2 separate regions of the Canis lupus genome follow, and region 1 is linked to region 2. Evidence: chromatin contacts called from public Hi-C data. All regions are on one chromosome and are shown on one strand. Each heading gives the region's core, a stretch centred on a gene start, on an enhancer-like site or on the middle of the called end of the contact. The rest is flanking DNA. Distances are from core to core; before and after follow the strand shown.

Region 1 (3,980 bases), core at 1,199-3,698, 160 kb after region 2:
AGGGAGCGACACTCCCCAGCAGGGCGGCGGGTGGGCCCGCGGGGCTGACAGCAGCGCGCCCCTGCCGGACGCGGGGACGACGTGGGGGTCCGCTGAGCCTCTTGCCCCCAGGACCGCCCGGCTCCAGCGGAGGAGGCGGCCACACCGCCCGCAGCCCCGCGGCCGCAGGGAGGAGGCTGCGTGGCACAAGGCTGCCACCTGGTGGCTGCTCCTCACCGCGCCGCGGCTGCGCTGCCTCCGGCCAAGACCCTGGGGAGCCTCCAGGCCGAGCAGCCCCTCCCCCTAGACTCCCCACGACCCATCGCAGGGAGGGTGGGGGGTGCCAGCCCAGAACCACCACCTGTCCGGGAGCAGCAGCTCACGAGGGAACCAGGCCCACGGGGAAACCCATAAACTCGCGGGGGCTGGGGGCTCAGGTTCAGTGCAGCTCCCACAGGAGCGCTATGGGGGCCTTGGAGCACAGGAAGCTCCGGCCCCCCTCCACTACTGCCCCAGAGCTCCGTGGGAAACACCCCCAGGTGCGGGGTGGTGAGCAGGGTCGGGTGGGGACACTGGGGGGCGCGGCCTGGAGGGGCTCCAGGGACGGAGCCCCTGCACGTGGGCTTTGACCAGCAAACGCAGGAGCTGCCCTGGGCCTTGGGGCACAGGCTGGCAAGGCCTCTATCTGGGCGGGTGAGGCCAGGGCTTCCCCAGCTCCCCGTCTACCTTGGGGGTTCCTCACTGGACCCCTGGGGCAGCCAGGGACAAGCCCAAGGAAGGCTGGATTGGTCACAGGTGGGAGACTGAGGCACAGATGGAGCCCTGCTCTGTGGCGCACCCACCGCCTGTGGGTTGGCGCACCGGGTGGGGCCTGCGCGGAGTCGAGGTCCAGCTACCGAGCCACTGCTGCCTTTATTGTCGCCAGCACAGCGGGACAGCTCCCAGACAGGTCCCAGACAGGTCCCTCAGCCCGCCCCGTCCCCCGCAGAAGTGGAGTGACCCAGGCCACAGTCCCCCAGTCTCTGAGGCCCGCGTGAGGCTTCCGGCGCCTCTGATTTGCACGCAGCATCCTGCACGGCGGCATCCGGGTGAAGGGTAGGGCCGAAGCGGTGCTCTGGGAGTCTGCAGCGAAGCCAGCAGGAGGATCAGCGGGGTGCCGCGCGCCCCCGGAGCCCGTTCCGCCTCTTGTCCTCTCCCTGGGGCTTCTGGAAAGGCCGCCTCCTGGACCGGAGCATCTGGGGGTGAAGGGGGGGTGAGACCCCGCGGTGCCTGGGGCTCCCCCTGCCAGTGACCAGCAGAGACCTCCGCTGTCCAGCGTCCCCCGGAGTCCGCCAGGCCCCCCTCCCCAGCCCGCGGGCCGCGGGGCCCCACCAGACCGCCGCCAGGCAGGGGGTTCCCGGATGGCACCAGCGCCGCCCCCGCGGGCCCGGCAGCTCAGAGCAGCGCCCTGCCCGCTGTCCCGGCCTCCCGGCCTCCGAGCCTGCGCCCTGTCCCGGAGGGCGGCTCGCGACTGCTCGGGCCGCTGCTGCCCCGAGCCTCCTCCCCGCCGGGGCACAGGGCCCGAGCCTGAGCCAGCCCCTCGGCGGCCCCACGACACTGTCCCCGACACTCATCCTGGCCTCCGGGTCGGCCGGGGCAGGCCTCGGGGCTGGCGGCCCCCTCCCCCCGACAAGCCCGGTTCCCGGGAGCCTGAAGCGAGGGCCGCGCTACCATCTCAGATTCCGGGTCTCGAAGACGATCTCCTCGTCGCTGTCCAGCGACGCCATGTCCGTGGGGTCGTCGGTGTTGGCCAGGAGGCCGTACCTCCTCCGCTGCGGCTTCTTCAACCTGCAGGCGGGCCGAGGCGAGCTCAGGGCCGGCGTCGGGGTCCGGCCAGCCCGCGGGCCGTCCCAGCCCGCCCGCGCCCTCCGCGCCCTCCGCGCCCTCCGCGCCCGCGACCCCGGCGCCGCTCCGGCCCCTCCCCGAGCGGCGGGACCCCGGGGCCCTGGCGGCCGGCGGGGAGTCCCGGGCCCCGCAGAACCGAGGCGGCGCGCGGCCAGGCGGGGTGACGCGGGGCCGCCGACCCGGAGGGAGGGGCCGCGCCCGGGTCCCCCCCCCCCCCCCCCGGCCACGGCGCTCCGGGGGCGGGGCCCGGCGCCGACACGTGAGGCGGGAGGCGCGCGAGGACTGGCCGCCGCCGGCCGCACCTGAACGCCCGGATGAGGAAGTAGAGCGCGGCCAGGCCGCTGAGGCCCGTGAGCACGTAGAAGAAGCGCAGCAGCGACGAGCCCGGCGAGGCCGGCGGCCGCGCGTGCGTGCTGTTGTGCGGCGAGCCCGGCTGGCTCCCGTTCGTCACGGCGGGCGATGGCGACAGCCTGGCCTGCACGGGGCGCGGCGACGGGGGCGCGGCCTCCTGGGCCCCGCACAGCAGCGCCGACAGCAGCAGCAGCAGCGGCAGCAGCGGCGGCGGCGGCAGCACGCGCGGCCCCATGGCCCGGCGGAAGCGGAGCCTGCGCCCCGCCCCCCGCGCCCGTCACTCAGCGGCGCGGGGGCGGCCCCGGCCAATGGCCCGCGGGGGCGGGGCCTAGCGCTCGCGGAGCCCCGCCCCCCTGCCGAGCGGATCCTCGGGCGCTTCCGGGCGGGGCCCACAGGCGCTGCGGCCGCCGACTGCGCGCGCACCCCGGGCTTCCCCCGCCCGCGGACCGGGGCCGCCGGGCGCCCTCCGCTCCTCCCTGTGGCTAGCACGGTGGGGTCCGAGGCCCGCGGCCTGGAGCCCCCACCCCGCGCGGAGTGCTCCCCGGCTCTCCTCCCCCTGGGAGAGGGGCTGTCCAGCTAGTGGGGGGCATCTGGCTCTCCGCAGGGGCCGCCCCCACCTGTGGGAGGACTCGGGGCTCCCTGCCGCCGCCGCCCTCCCAGTCCTACTGAGAGTGGAGGGGAGTGGCCCAGGACTAAGGCATCCCAACCAAGGGTCAGCCCCAATGCTCTGCACCCCAGAACCGGGCAGGAGGCAACCAACCCAGAACGCAAGCTCAGTCAACACAAGATGGGAGATTGGGGACCACTCTGCCAAGACCCTGGAAGACAGGTGCCCACCTGACATGAGGCGGCCTGGGGTCCACCACCATCTCTCGGCCTCACTGCCCGTCAAAACCTACAACCACTGCCCAAGGAGACAACAAAGTGACCGGGTCCTGGCTTGGGTCCAGCTTGTGCCCTGAACAGAGGCCAGAGAGAGACTTTCTCTAGCAGACAACTCCCCACCCCAAACACCCCACGGTCGCACCCCAAGCCAAACTCAGACTTCTGTGCGGACACACCAGCCCTTTATTCAAATCCAACTTCCAGGTCCTGCTACCGACGAGGGGGAGAATCGGGGGGAGAACCAGATACGTGTGGTGCCAACTGCCACACACCTGTCCTCACGGAGCATCATGAATCCGTGCACCTCAGCCTCCCCAGTGAAGTACCTGCTGGAAGACAAGAAGCAGGGGGGGCGTAAAGGAGAGCTGGTACCGGCAGGGGGCCCCAGAACGCAGCCTCCAGCTGGCGTCACAGTAGAGCAGGAGACCAGGAAAGGAGAACCCACCAGGTGGGCCAGGCATTGTCAGGGCCAAAGGGCCTCAAAGCACCCACCTCATGATAGCACTTACAGGTAACATGGTGAGGACAGATAGCCGTGCCTCTGGCTCTTGCTTCCAGGTGAAGTTCCTCCTGGGACAGGGACCCCAGGTCATCGCTGCACTCTGGCCACCCTTCCAAGTCACAATGGCTTCCCTTCAACCTGCCAAAGCAAAGAAGCGTTACGCCCAGTGTCCCAGCCACAGCTCGTGTCTGCCCCTCCCCACCTCCCCTGAAACCATCCACAGCTCCTAGGAGGGTCTCAAGCTAGTCATCGGGGCCATCCTGGCAGAGGCCCCGTCCCAGGCTGGCGTGCCCAGGGTGGGCCTGCGCCTTTCAGATGGGCCAGGCCACGTTCCACCCTTAAGCAGAGCCAGCTACCCAATTGGGATGGAGCTGCTTAG
Region 2 (3,950 bases), core at 122-2,621:
AGGAGGGCCTCAGTTTCTTCCCTGTGACTCTCAGCTTCCCCAGGAGGCCCCTCCCCCCACTGCCCTATGACCTAGAGTCCCTGCCTCCAGGTACCAGGGATGTGGAAACGCGCAGAGAAGCCAGGGCAGGTTCCTGGCTGAGCTGACCTGCCCTGACACCGCAGGCCCCGGGAAGCAAAGCACCGGCCTTCCCTGGGCCGCTGGGCACGGGATCCCCTCTGGGGGAAATGGGAGGAAAGAGGACTCCCAGGATCTGCACACAGAGGTGTTCAGGACACACACCCTGTCCTCACCCAAAGCCCCCCTGCCACGTCTGGACAAAGTGTCCCTGTGATGCACCCCGGGTGTGTGTGTGGGGGTGGCTGCAGAACTGACGGGCCTGGTACACGGGAAAAGAGGGGAAGGAGGCATTTGAGGAGTGCTTCCCAGACAGTCTGGGACACTGGCAGGGGCCCCCCAAGGTCACCGAGGAGGAAAGGAAGAGGAGGGGTCCTGGAATGGTTATAGTCAGGAGTCCCGCTCCCCGGCTGTTGGGGCTCCTCTCTACACTCCCGCATCCACTACCCCTCCAGCCCCGTCACAGCCTCAGACAACCCAACCCAAGTATTCACGCACAGTGGGCCAAAGCCGTGGGGGGGGGTGGGCTCGCAGGAAACGGGAGGGAAGAGACGTGGGGGAGACCCTCCCGCCCCAGCAGGATGCTCCACTTGCTTCCAGGCTGGGATCCTTGTGGGACGGGGTGGCAAGACTCCAGGGCACTGGCCGCCTACCCGCCACCCTCTCCTCCCCCAGGGCGGACACAGCAACTGGAAGAACCGGACTTCGGCCTGGCGGTCACCCAGGGCCAGCAGGGAAGGGGCAGCGGCGGCCTGCGGCCAGACCCGAGGGTGGGAGTGGAGGTAATGCAGGGGCCGAGAGAGGGGGTGACACTCGCCCGAGATCGCACGACGAGGGCAGAGGACAGGCTGCTGGCAGACGCGAGGTCCTGGCGCACGACCCCTCCCCAGCATCTCCGTCTGTCTCCCTGCTGGACGGTGAGGTGCGCCCCGCCGTCCGAGCCCGAGCCCCGCAGAAGGCGCCGGCCGCGAGGGGTCGGGACCGGGGCCCCGGCGCCCCAGGGCCTCAGTGTGCCGGTCGGCGAAATGGGGCAGCAGTCCCGAGCGCCCCGGACGGCTCACCCGCGGCCAAGTACCGCTTGTCGACACCTGTCTTGGCTTCGAGAGCCCCCAGCGCTTCGGTGACCAAGTTCCTCTGTTCCAGAAGGTGCTCGAAGCGCTGGCGCAGGCCGTCCATGGCACCGGCGGGCCCGGGGCTGGCAGCCCGAGCTCGACCGCGGCCCCGCGCACCGGCCCCGCCGCGCGCGTGCCTCCGTCCCGCGGCGCGAGCAGCCCCGCTCCGCCCCCAGGCTGGTCTCCGCCCCCTGCCCCCCGCCCCGGCCAATGGGAGGGCAGGGCGGACAAAGGAGGTGGGGCCTGCCCCGCCTCCCCCGCCGCATTGCCCTCTGGCGGGCCGCGGCCGCCGCAGCCGCGACTCCGGGGGCAGTGGGCGGGGCGCCGCGGCTGAGCGCGCCGATTGGCGGACGGGCCGGGACGTGGGCGGAGCAAGGGGCGGGGCCACGGCCGGGGATTATTGGCTGAGCCGCCGTGGGGGCGGAGCCTCTGGCGGGAGGACCCGAGAGAGGCCGGAGCTGATTGGCGAGGGCAGGGGAGGGGCGGGGCTGATCATAAAGGAGGAGGCAGCCTCTCGGGGCAGGGGGTTGGGGCGCCCCGAGTCCGGGAGGCGGGACTTACTGGGACGCGCTAGTCCGCCGGCGCCGGGCAGGAGGCAGGGCTGACTCTCGGGGGCGGGGCCGAGGAGAGCCGCGGCGACCCGGCTCCTCTGGGTCGGGAGAGCGGGTCACCGTCCAGGTCGGGGACACTGAGGCTGCAGACGGCTCGGGTCTGCGGAGGCCCCGGGCGGCCGTGGGCGCCCCCCGACTCGGGCCGGATCTTCGCGCCCCTCAAGGGGGAGCCGCAAGGCCCCCTGGGAGTTGAAGCCTTCCTGGGGTTGCTATGGCCCCGGGGGCGGGGCGGGCGCCTGGGCCGACTCGGCGGTTTGCCCAGGGGGAGGGGCTTTCGGAGGCCCCGGCCCGGCCCCGCCCCCGCCGCCGCCGCCATGCGGCCCGCCCGGACTGCGCTCTGGCTGCGCCTAGCCCTGGCCCTGGGCCTGGCCCTCGTTGGCCCCCTGCCTGTGGGGTGGTCCTCGGCCCGGGCCCCCATCTATGTCAGCAGCTGGGCCGTGAGGGTGTCCCAGGGTTACCGGGAGGCCGAGCGCCTGGCGCGCAAATTCGGCTTCGTCTACCTGGGGCAGGTGGGTGGGACCCGATGGACAGGAGGGGCGGGGCCTGGACGACCCCAGACCCCGGCAGACGGGAGGGGTACTCAAGATGTCCAGAAGCCCCAGCCCACCCCTGCCTCGACCAGCTTCAGATTCTGGGGCCTCTGGGGGGCGACCGAAGCCCCCACCTGGGCACCTGGTTGGGGGGGAAGCAAGCCAGAGGTGTTGGCCTGTCCTGGGGCACTCCATGTCGGAGCCAGGTGCCATGGTCGCGGATGCTTCTCCACGTTCCCAGATCTTTCCTGACGGGCAGTACTTCCACCTGCGGCATCGGGGCGTGGTCCAGCAGTCCCTGACCCCACACTGGGGCCATTGCCTGCGCCTGAAGAAAGACCCCAAGGTGAGCCTGGGCTGGGGGTCTCGGCCACCTGCCCTGAGTCTGGGTCTCCGCTCGTCCTTGAGGCTCAGCACACTGTCAGCATTTCTTGTCGCTCCCACCCCTTCCCCCAGCCCCCTCCTCTGTCTCACTCCGAAAGATCAAGATTCCTACATACTCCGTACAGAGGGCAGATACTGTTGGAGTTCACGGGATGGGGGGAAGGGAAGTGGCCCTTTATAGGATGGGGGCAACGGCTCCAGAGTAGGAATCCCGCTTGAAGTCACCCAGCGAGCCTGTGAGATGCTCAGAGAAGTCCCGGATTGGGAGAAAGGCTTTAGCTGCCAAGTTGGGGGGTCGAGGCTGAGTCTGCAAGCCCTCAGGAGCCATGACGGGGTATGGGCTGGGCCAGGGGAGCTGATCGGCATGGAGGCAAGAGCCTTGATGGCCTGAAACCCACTGGGAGCACTGGGGACAGAAGTCAGTGGTTCCAGATAGGGTTTGTGGGACAGAGGGGCCAGGGTTTGCCTTTGCCGATGGATTGGTTGTGCAGGACGGAGAGAAATCAGGTCCAGCTCCGTAGTGTGGAGCTGGGCAAATGGGGAGATGGTTGCCCCATCACTGAGATGAGGGCGAGGGCACATGAACTGGTTTGGGGATGTTGAGAGATCAGCAAGGGAGAAGGAAGGGCAGAGGTCTGAGGGAGAACAGCCTCGGGCAGGCAGAGGAGCATGTGCAAAGGCCCCGGGGTGAGTCAGCCGCCGTGGCTGCGGCAGAGGGAGGCTGGTGAGGGCCAGATAAGCAGGGCTTCGTGGGCCCCGGAGAGAGGGGCAGCAGAGCACGGTCTCAGCAGAGAGTGATGCTGTAAAGAGGCATGGGGCAGAGTGGGGACCAGGGAGGAGGTGGGTATGGCCACCCAGGGGTGTCTTGTGAGGGGTGGGGAGGACTGGTAGAGAGAAATGGCCACCGCAGCAGGGAGATGGGCAGGTCTTGGGCAGAAGAATCTGGAACAGCGACTGGAGAAGGGGCAGGGCTGGACCTCGGGTCAGTGGGCCCAGGGCCCCTCTGAAGGTAGTGCCCCAGGCACGTGAGGACCCCAAAGAGCAGCCCCAGCAAACACAAGGCCTGTGGCCCACCCCCCACCACAAGGGACCAGGACAGGCTGTGGCCCACCTGGACACATGCCGCCACAGACAGCTGCCCCTTGGCGGGCCTGGGGAGGAGGCCTGTTGACCCGGGCCCTTTCGGGAGAGACTCA

Evidence for each region. Hi-C and Micro-C count contacts between places; a contact is called where the count stands out from the background.
Region 1: a contact with region 2 is called in a Hi-C map of blood, with 2.6 times the contacts expected there. The contact joins the promoter of FAM174C here to the promoter of REEP6 in region 2. A contact is called at or near these places in 2 of 9 Hi-C or Micro-C datasets (amygdala and blood).

The regions. Positions count from the first base shown.
Region 1 is chr20:57,999,364-58,003,343 of UU_Cfam_GSD_1.0, forward strand. FAM174C (protein FAM174C) reads right to left here and starts at 2,449. Exons shown (of 3, transcript XM_038568022.1): 1 at 2,166-2,449; 2 at 1,690-1,806; 3 at 867-1,214. The coding sequence starts at 2,449. The coding sequence ends at 1,214. CIRBP (cold-inducible RNA-binding protein) reads right to left here. Exons shown (of 8, transcript XM_038568015.1): 7 at 3,609-3,739; 8 at 3,265-3,428. The coding sequence ends at 3,735.
Region 2 is chr20:57,836,879-57,840,828 of UU_Cfam_GSD_1.0, forward strand. REEP6 (receptor expression-enhancing protein 6) reads right to left here and starts at 1,372. Exons shown (of 5, transcript XM_038567992.1): 1 at 1,179-1,372. The coding sequence starts at 1,293. PCSK4 (proprotein convertase subtilisin/kexin type 4) reads left to right here and starts at 2,140. Exons shown (of 15, transcript XM_038567987.1): 1 at 2,140-2,349; 2 at 2,612-2,716. The coding sequence starts at 2,155.